Linked DNA regions of Sus scrofa: regions 2 and 3 are each linked to region 1. A link is a contact called in public Hi-C and HiChIP or PLAC-seq data. All regions are on one chromosome and are shown on one strand. Each heading gives the region's core, a stretch centred on a gene start, on an enhancer-like site or on the middle of the called end of the contact. The rest is flanking DNA. Distances are from core to core; before and after follow the strand shown.

What was found. A called contact is a pair of places that touch in the nucleus more often than the background predicts. HiChIP or PLAC-seq counts read pairs in DNA pulled down with a chosen protein or histone mark.
Region 2: a Hi-C map of skeletal muscle shows a contact between it and region 1, with 2.1 times the contacts expected there. The contact joins the promoter of XKR8 here to the promoter of RPA2 in region 1. A contact is called at or near these places in 3 of 47 Hi-C or Micro-C datasets (mesenteric adipose tissue and skeletal muscle) and 2 of 2 datasets of contacts at active chromatin or transcription factors (alveolar macrophages and skeletal muscle).
Region 3: an H3K27ac HiChIP or PLAC-seq map of alveolar macrophages shows a contact between it and region 1. The contact joins the promoter of THEMIS2 here to the promoter of RPA2 in region 1. A contact is called at or near these places in 1 of 5 promoter capture datasets (liver), 21 of 47 Hi-C or Micro-C datasets (alveolar macrophages, blood, brain and 10 more) and 1 of 2 datasets of contacts at active chromatin or transcription factors (alveolar macrophages).

The regions. Positions count from the first base shown.
Region 1 is chr6:85,044,495-85,047,225 of Sscrofa11.1, reverse strand. RPA2 (replication protein A2) reads left to right here and starts at 1,327. Exons shown (of 9, transcript NM_001244942.1): 1 at 1,327-1,443; 2 at 1,688-1,794. The coding sequence starts at 1,434.
Region 2 is chr6:85,083,246-85,085,976 of Sscrofa11.1, reverse strand. It overlaps XKR8 (XK-related protein 8), which reads right to left and starts at 1,336. Exons shown (of 3, transcript XM_003127736.4): 1 at 587-1,336. The coding sequence starts at 1,167. SMPDL3B (acid sphingomyelinase-like phosphodiesterase 3b) reads right to left here. Exons shown (of 9, transcript XM_003127737.5): 8 at 2,022-2,118; 9 at 1,494-2,019. The coding sequence ends at 1,751.
Region 3 is chr6:85,009,507-85,012,237 of Sscrofa11.1, reverse strand. THEMIS2 (protein THEMIS2) reads right to left here and starts at 1,359. Exons shown (of 5, transcript XR_002344949.1): 1 at 1,195-1,359.

The DNA of each region.
Region 1 (2,731 bases), core at 78-2,577:
ACATCCATATGCCACAGGTGCGGCCCTAAAAAGACAAAAGACAAAAAAAAAAAAAAAAAAGACAGAGAGAGAGAGAAGAAAGTGTCTGCAGTTTTAGCAAAAGGAAATGCAATGGCCCAGAAACCCAGGGACCATGTCTTCGTTATTTGCCACTGAATCCCAGTGGCCAGCACAAAGCTTGGAACAAGAGATATCAATAAATATTTTTAAATTATAAATGAGGATCTGTTCCTAACAGTGTAGTAGTATTTAGAGCAAAGAACTGACAGACATGTTCCACTCTCCATAGGAGGGACACGGAGTTCCCGTCCTGGAGCAGCAGAAATAAATCCGACTAGGAGCCATGAGGTTGTGGGTTCGATCCCTGGCCTTGCTCAGTGGGTTAAGGATCAGGCGTTGCTGTGAGCTGTGGTGTAGGCTGCAGACGCTCTGATTAGACCCCCTAGCCTGGGAACCTCCACATGCCGCGGGTGCGGCCCTAAAAGGACAAAAGACCACAAAAAAGAAAAGAAAAACGTAAGAGGGACACAACCGTATTACATGAAGAATAGTTGAAGCAACCGAGGATACGGATCCGGACTAGACTGGGGTGGGGACAGAAAGGTTGGGGGGATGTCATCCTCAGATCTTTTGCCATTCTGGGAAAAAGACTGTAGGCTTCTCACAGCTTCTCTGCGGAGAATCAGGACGACGGGATGGCAATACCAGAACTGAACCTGGCTCTTTATGGAAAAGAATACGCAACCCCACGAGGTGCAATGAAATTACTACATTGAGCTCCCCGTATGTGTATATATTGTGCTAATGGCAAGTCCTACTACTATAACGCTTTAGGAGGCATCACTCGATTGGTAAGGTTTTGGACGAAACAAGACACGGAACAAAGGAAGTGATGTAAAGTGTCAGTCAGTTGCCGGGGGTGGGATTAAACGGCCTGAGATGTGGAAGTATCATCCAGATTGGTTCTCATCTTTTACTTTTTGGGCAACCGCCCACAGCATCTCGGGTGAGGGATCCGACTCAAGCCATCTCCGGATCCTTAACCTGCTGGGCCACAAGTGAACTCCTTGATTGGTTATTTTCTTGAGACACTGGCCTATCTTTGCATCTCTCAGGTCTCCCTTCCGCAGCCGCAGCCTATTTTGCCCTAAGTAACGATGGCTGCAGAGGCTTCGGATCTTCCCGGAGCGAAGTGCGCATTCTCCGGAGCTCGGCGCGGGAAGGCGGGAAAAGGCGTGGGATTCTTAAGCATTGATTGGCTGAGGGGAGAAACGCTCTGGACTCTGATTGGCTCCGTCCTTCGCGGGAAGGAGTTTGTGGCTCCAGCGAAAAGTAGATACAGCGCAGCTGCAACAGCGGAGTCCTGAGGGGGTTCGGCTAACCCACCGGACCGGAGCCTTCTGGAGCTCTACACTGAGGGAATAGTGACCAAGATGTGGAATAGTAATGATGAGTGGGGCGCCTGATGAGAATCGCAAGAAGGATTTAGCAAGGGAGGGCCCGGGGAGGCGTGTGGCGGCAGGGGGCGGGCGAGGGCCGGTGATGGGGGCGTGCGGGTCGTAGGGAAGATGGTGGGAAGGTTAGGGAGACTCTGGGAGTGGTTGGGGTGAAGTCTGGGGGGACTTGCGGATTTTTCAGAGGCTTGGAGGGTGGCACAAGTATTAATACTGCTGTTGTTTAAAACCAGGTGGATTTGAAAGCTATAGCAGCTCCTCCTTTGGGGGAGCCGGCGGCTACACACAGTCCCCTGGGGGCTTTGGATCACCGACACCTTCCCAGGCTGAAAAGAAATCTGTAGGTTGCAAGCGCATTTCTTTTTATTTTAACCTCTGCTGAAGCTCCTAACGCATCTGTGAGAAAATTTAGGCGGGGAAGGAAGGGTGGTAAACTGGACGTGCTTGTAAGTTTGAAAAATCAAACGTCTCCTAATTTTGCATACATTGTTTCCTTGGCTTTATTTTGAAAGTTACCAATATAACTAATGAATTAGTCTTGTGGGAAAAACCGAACTTGTATGTGTAGCCTATTTTACATTCTTCACATACTGGAAGTCATTTTTAAATGAAATGTAATGAGGTCATCTGATAAGGTGGAAAGAGCCTGGTCTTTGGAGTCTAGTAGATCTATGTTCCACTATTGCTCTGACACTGCTTGCAGGGTATCATTGGACAATTACAAAACTGGGAATCAGTTTTGCACCCACTAAATGGGATTAATGATACATATCTTACAAGGTTGTTGTGAGATTAATAACATTACATATAGTTATGCCTGCCCCAGAGTTGCTTTCAATAAATGGCCCCAGGGGTAGTTCCCATTCTGGCGCTGCAGAAATGAATCCGACTAGGATCCATGAGGATGCAGGTTCGATCCCTGGCCTCGCTCAGTGGGTTAAGGATCTGATGTTGCTGTGAGCTGTGGTGTAGGCCATCGGCTATAGCTCCGACTTGACCCCTAGCCTGGGAACCTCCATATGCCGTGGGTACGGCCCTAAAAAGCAGAGCAAAAAAAAAAACAGAAAGGAAAAAAAGAAATGTGATCAAGAGCACACTGCTCCTGAGTGGTCGAGCCATAATCTCAGCCCACCAGCTGGCTGCCACCTTTTGTGACATGTGTGCTGGTAGTTGACTGGGCTTACTTTCTACCATCCTGGCAATATTCACCGTTCAAAAGTATGCTTCAGCAGTTAGCCCACTGAGCAAGGCCAGAGATTGAACCTGCGTCCTCATGG
Region 2 (2,731 bases), core at 87-2,586, 39 kb before region 1:
TAGAGCAGTGAGTGAATGGACACCTGGAGGGATCACTTGACTTGCCCAAGGCCCTGCCCACAGCTGAAAGGAACTTGGGGGTCTGTTGCCATCCCAACAGAGTTCACCCCAGTCAGGCATGTGCTGGGCACTCTCCCTTCTTCCCTTCACACCAGGCCTGCCAGGCACACTCTCTCTAGATCACTACCTCCTTTTAACAGAGGAGAAAATTGAGGCTCAGAGAAAGGCAGGAATGAGGCCACAGGGAGTAAAGCCAGGACCAGACCCCAAAGAGGCCTGACTCCCAAGTTATGTGCCTCCCTTTCCTCTCAGGGCCTCAGTTTCTTCACCTGTGCCAGGAAGAGTACGGCCGATGAGCGCCGAGGGCTGTCAGTCAAAGTTCTCTTTCATCAGGGACCAGGAGCTCACCTGTAGGTAGAAGCGGCCCCCTAAACTAAGAGGGGCTTAGTTGCCTCTCCTTGGTCCCAGTCCTCTCCTTTCCGCCCCCTTCCCTAGGTCAAGGCTCTCACCTTACTACCAGCCCAGCTTCGGGAGGTGACGCCGACCTCCGTTCCTCCTCCCCTTTCCCCGAGGGCGGGCCACTCACCTGTACAGGTAGCCCAGCTGCAGGAGGTGCAACAGCGCCAGGCGCTGGCCTGGGGGCTGCGACGCGTGCAGGCCGGTGGGGTCGGTGCGCAGCCAGACCCAGCTGAAGAACTGCAGCGCGACCGAGGCGAGGCCCAAGAGCGCCAGCACTAGCGCGGCCCACAGGTAGCGACCGCTAAGCACATACTGGCTCGCCGCCCACAGGTCGGCGCCCAGGTCGATCAGGAAGGCGAGGGTGCCCAAAACGCCCAGGACCAGGTCCCTGAAGAGCACGGCGTGGAGCGACCAGGGCATGACCCGCCAGCTTCTCCCGCTCCTTCTCTTCTGAGCTTGGACCCTCCCTCCCCGCCCCGGGCCGCAGTGGCAGGAAAGAGGCGGGCACAGCCCTCCGGGCCGCCCAGACCCGTGCCGCTGGGCGGGACTTCCTCGTCCCGCAGCGTCCGGGGAGGAGCCAAGCTCGCAGACCCCGCGGTCGCTGCAACAGCCGACCCACCGGTCCCTGGCGCTGCAACCTCCCTGGAGATCCCGAACCCCGCTAAGCCCTGAGGGCCCCGAGGACCGCTGGGCTGGAAGACCGAGCATCCGAGGCGCAATGCCCTTAGTTTAGCAGCTTCTAATCGCCTTGTTTCATATTTGAGGCTCCTGGAGGCGAAAATGGCCTGGAGATTAACGCCCGGACTAGAACTGCGATGTCTCCCGTCTGCATTGTTTCAAAACAAAGCAGCAAAGCTCAAAGGCCGGTTCCGACCCATGATTGCAGGACTTCGCCAGTTATGGCTGGAGTCCAGACCGTGTGCCAGGGGAGACCGAGGGCACTGGATCAACCAGGCGCATCTTCCTGGCAGCTCATTTTACTCCGATTATCCGAATGGGAGGAGGGCAGGACGTTCAATAACTGCGCATGGGAGTTGCTTTAAACATGATTTACTAATTAAAAGGAATAATGCACAGACTAATATGCACGACAGGCATTGTGCTTTGGATAAATGGAACTTGAAAGAAATGTGCTTCTGGTGGTGCATTTGGTGCATCATTTCCTGTTCGGCTGTCCGTCCTAGTTCATTCTGCGAACGCGAGGGAAAGGGTGGAAAAGTCCAGCACTCGAGAGTGATGCTGCCCCCATTTCCTCAGGCGAGACCTGTCATCCGACCTGCGGCGCCCCAGGTCACCACCGCAGGAGCAGCGCGCGCAGGCCCAGCAGCGCCGCCAGCAGGAGCGCGAGGCAGGGCGCGTGCGCGACGCCGGGGTCACGCAGGCAGGCGGCGTACGCATCGAAGGCCACCTCGCGCAGCGCGCACACGTGCTCGACGCGGCAGGCCTCATCGCAGGGCTGCGGTTCGTAGCTGACCGAGTTGTAGTCGTAGTAGCGCTGCAGCACGTCCTTGTTGCTGGCTATGCGGCCCAGCGCCGCGTGCATGGAACCGGCCCCTGCGTCGGCACCCCGTAGGCCTCCGTCAACCGGTACTCAGGCTCCCAGCGCGGTGTCCCCTGCTCGTTCGCCTGGCTCAGGTTCAAGAAGTAGGTCACCATGTCCTGCAGAAGGGCGCGAAGCAGACAGGCCGTGAGCAGCTGGCCGCTTCTGCCCCTAATCCTCTACCTTGCATTCGCCCCCCAGATTCTAAACAGCCCCAGTCATAAGTGCTATTAGTTATTGAGCATTAACTATTTCCGAGGTATGCTTGGCAGACATTCTCTGATTGAAACTGGTAAGCTAACTGTACTTATTATCCTCGTTTCACAAATGAGAAAGCTAAGTCCCAAAGAAGTTAATTTCGGGAGTTCCCCTGGTGGCTCAGCAGTTAACAAACCCGACTAGTATCCATGAGGAGGCGGGTCCCATCCCTGGCCTCGCTCAGTGGGTTAAGGATCCTGGGTTAAGGATCCGGCGTTGCCTTGAGCTGTGGTGTAGGTTGCAGATGTGGCTCGGATCCTGTGGTGTAGGCGGCAGCTACAGCTCCGATCGGACCCCTAGCCTGGGAACCTTCATATGCCGCGGGTGCAGCCCTAAAAAACAACAAAAAAAAGAAGTTAATTTATTTGGTCAGGGTCCCATTCCACAGGGGTTCAGGAGCTGAGGCAGGATTGGAATCCAGGTTTTTTACCCCATGGCCTGTGCATTTTCTCATCAGGCAAGCTCCTAAGTACA
Region 3 (2,731 bases), core at 110-2,609, 35 kb after region 1:
AAAAAAAAAAAAAAAGAGTAAGACTCAGCCCTGGATGTTTGCCTCCACCGCTGGCACAGAGCAACCGCTGCCAAGTGTCGAGTGGTAGTGGCTGAGTGTCGGTCACGGCCACCTGCCCCACGGGTATCACCATCGGCCCTCCTCTAGCTCCCCCACACCCCATCTAGCTCTTTTCTTACCGTCCCCCTTCCGCCACTTCCCACCACTTCTCATTAGGCAAAATGAGGAAACCAAGTATTGTGACACACAGCGGGTGGGGGATGTTGGAAGGAGAGCAAATAGATCAAAGATGCCTGCAGGAAGCCCCCAGAGAGACAAGAGCTTTCGAACCCAGACCCATTACATTCCCAAGTGGGCCTGGCAAGATGCTATGGTGTGGTGGCCTGTCCTGCTCCCGTGAGGGGCCCTCCAGCATGTATCACTCTTGATCTGCGGTGCAGAACAAGGGAGAGGGTGGAGGGAACAGGATGGGCAGGGTACTGGTGTGAAGTTTGCCCTCTAAGGAAGTAGCCTCCCACCAGCCCACCCAGACTCTAGCTTCCCTCTCTCCTCCACCCCCCACTTCCCCACTCAGTTGACCACAGCTCCTCCCTCACCCTCAGAGCAGCCACCTGTCCCTTCATGGCCTGTCAATCCCTTTCAGGCAAGGAGCAGAGAGACCCAGGAAGACTCCCTGGAGGAGGAGTCATTTAAGCTGAGACCTGAAGAGCTGATCAGATCAAATACTATCCATTGCCAAGCAGCCAAGCAGAGAGCAAAGACGGGATGGAGGGATTGAAGGAAGGCCGCGTAGACAGGTGTCGAAGGGGAAGGAATGGGAGGTCACATGTAGGGGAGAGCTGACCTGTCGCTTCAGAATCAAGCTCGGCGTCGCCAACATCCTAGGGCTGCGACCCCACAGAGTCCGACCTCAAGCACTGCGCACCGCCGTTCCACCCCAGCTTGGTTCGGTTCCACCCCCCTGAGTATCTGTGCTCACTGAAGTCCCATCACCGGGGTCGGCCAACCCCCTTCAGAAGCAAAAAACCGTGTCCCCAAGAAGTTGCAGGGTAGCCCCAGAGCACACAGCTTGGGCAGCGGCAGCTTCGGGATTCGAACCCCGGGCACAGCGTCCCGGGTTTCTAACGCTCTGGAAGAGAGAACCTGATCCGCAGCGGGGTCGGGAGGTCGGAGGGGTCTCGGCCCTTCACTCACCCTGGAAGTAGACACCCGAGCAGACCCGCAGTACTCGCGGCAGGGAGGCGGGGTCCAGGGCGCGCACGTAGTCCTGCAGCGACACAGGTTCCATGGTCCGCGCAGCTCGCGGGACCTGATCGAGTGGCCCGCTCGCCGCCGCCGGGCCCTGCACCCTCCCCTCGGCCGGCCCAGCGGGGCGGAGTCGGGGCCAGAGCCCCGCCCAGGGGCGTGAGGGCCGCGACCTTGCGCTCCAGCACGCGCCGCCTCCCTCTCCAGGACTCAGGTTCCCCGACCTCTACGGGGGGTTTGCAGGACCCGGCTCTCACATTGGTGGCACGATTTGGAGGGTCCAAATCAGGACCTGACCCCCGAGAGGCTCTGAGTAAATAAAAGCTGGTCCCCACGTGCCCAGTCGTCAGTGATGTACCCCATCGTGGAGGAAGGACGAGGATGAAGATGAAGGAACCCCCCCGCCCCCTGCATTCCCCCGGTCCTCACAGCAGAACCGGGAAAGGAAGTCCGCCCGCGCCGAGTAGTTCTGGGTCTCACAGGAAAGGAGCAGCCTTGCCTTTTGAGTCTGAGGAGGGAGGTAGAGCGTCAGGTCGCCTGAATCCCTCTGCGGGACACTCCAAGCCCTCTACTCACTGGGGACTCATTACCTTTCCAGGATGCTCTACCCTCTGGACAATTCTCCTGAAAAATTCTTCCTTGAGCTAAAAATCTGCTTAGGAAAGAGACCAACCACTTCCAGTGAACAAAGAAGAAATAGATAAGTCTTTTCCTTGTCCCTCGACAGTCAAACTGAGGTTTAAATCCCAGCTCCTCCTCTTGCTTGTTATATAACTTTAGGCAAATCACTTCAATTTTTGAGTTTTCGTTTCCTCATCTGTAAAATGGAGGAAAGAATCTTTTCTGAGCTGGTTGTGAGGATTAAGTGAGATGATACGGATATTGTGCAAAAAGCTCGATTTCATTTTTTGTCACTCTAAAAGTAGTAGAAGACTACTACACTTATCTGTGTAATTATTTGCTTAATTGCTCTTCAATCATTAGACAGAAAAATACTTCCTTGCACTAGATTCCTGAAGTTGAATTTCTGGGTCAAACGGTGTGTGCGTGTGTGCGCGCATGTGTGTGTGCGCGCATGTGTGTGTGCGCGCGCGCGCGCGTGTGTGTGTGTGTGTGTGTTTTGTTTGGGGTTTTTTTTGTTTTTGTTTTTTTTTGTCTTTTTACCTTTTCTAGGGCTGCTCCCACAACATATGGAGGTTCCCAGGCTAGGGGTCAAATCAGAGCTGTTGCTGCTGGCCTTCGCCACAGCCACAGCAACGGGGGATCCAAGCCGCGTCTGTGACCTACACCACAGCTTACGGCAGCGCCAGATCCTTAACCCACTGAGCAAGGGCAGGGATCGAACCCGAAACCTCATGGTTCCTTGTTGGATTCATTAACCACTGCACCACAACAAGAACTCCAGTGTGTGTGTTTTTGCAGCCTCGAAGGGTATATTTCAGTCCTAGTGAACAGCTGCTGAGTCTCTGCTGGGCCCAGCAAGATA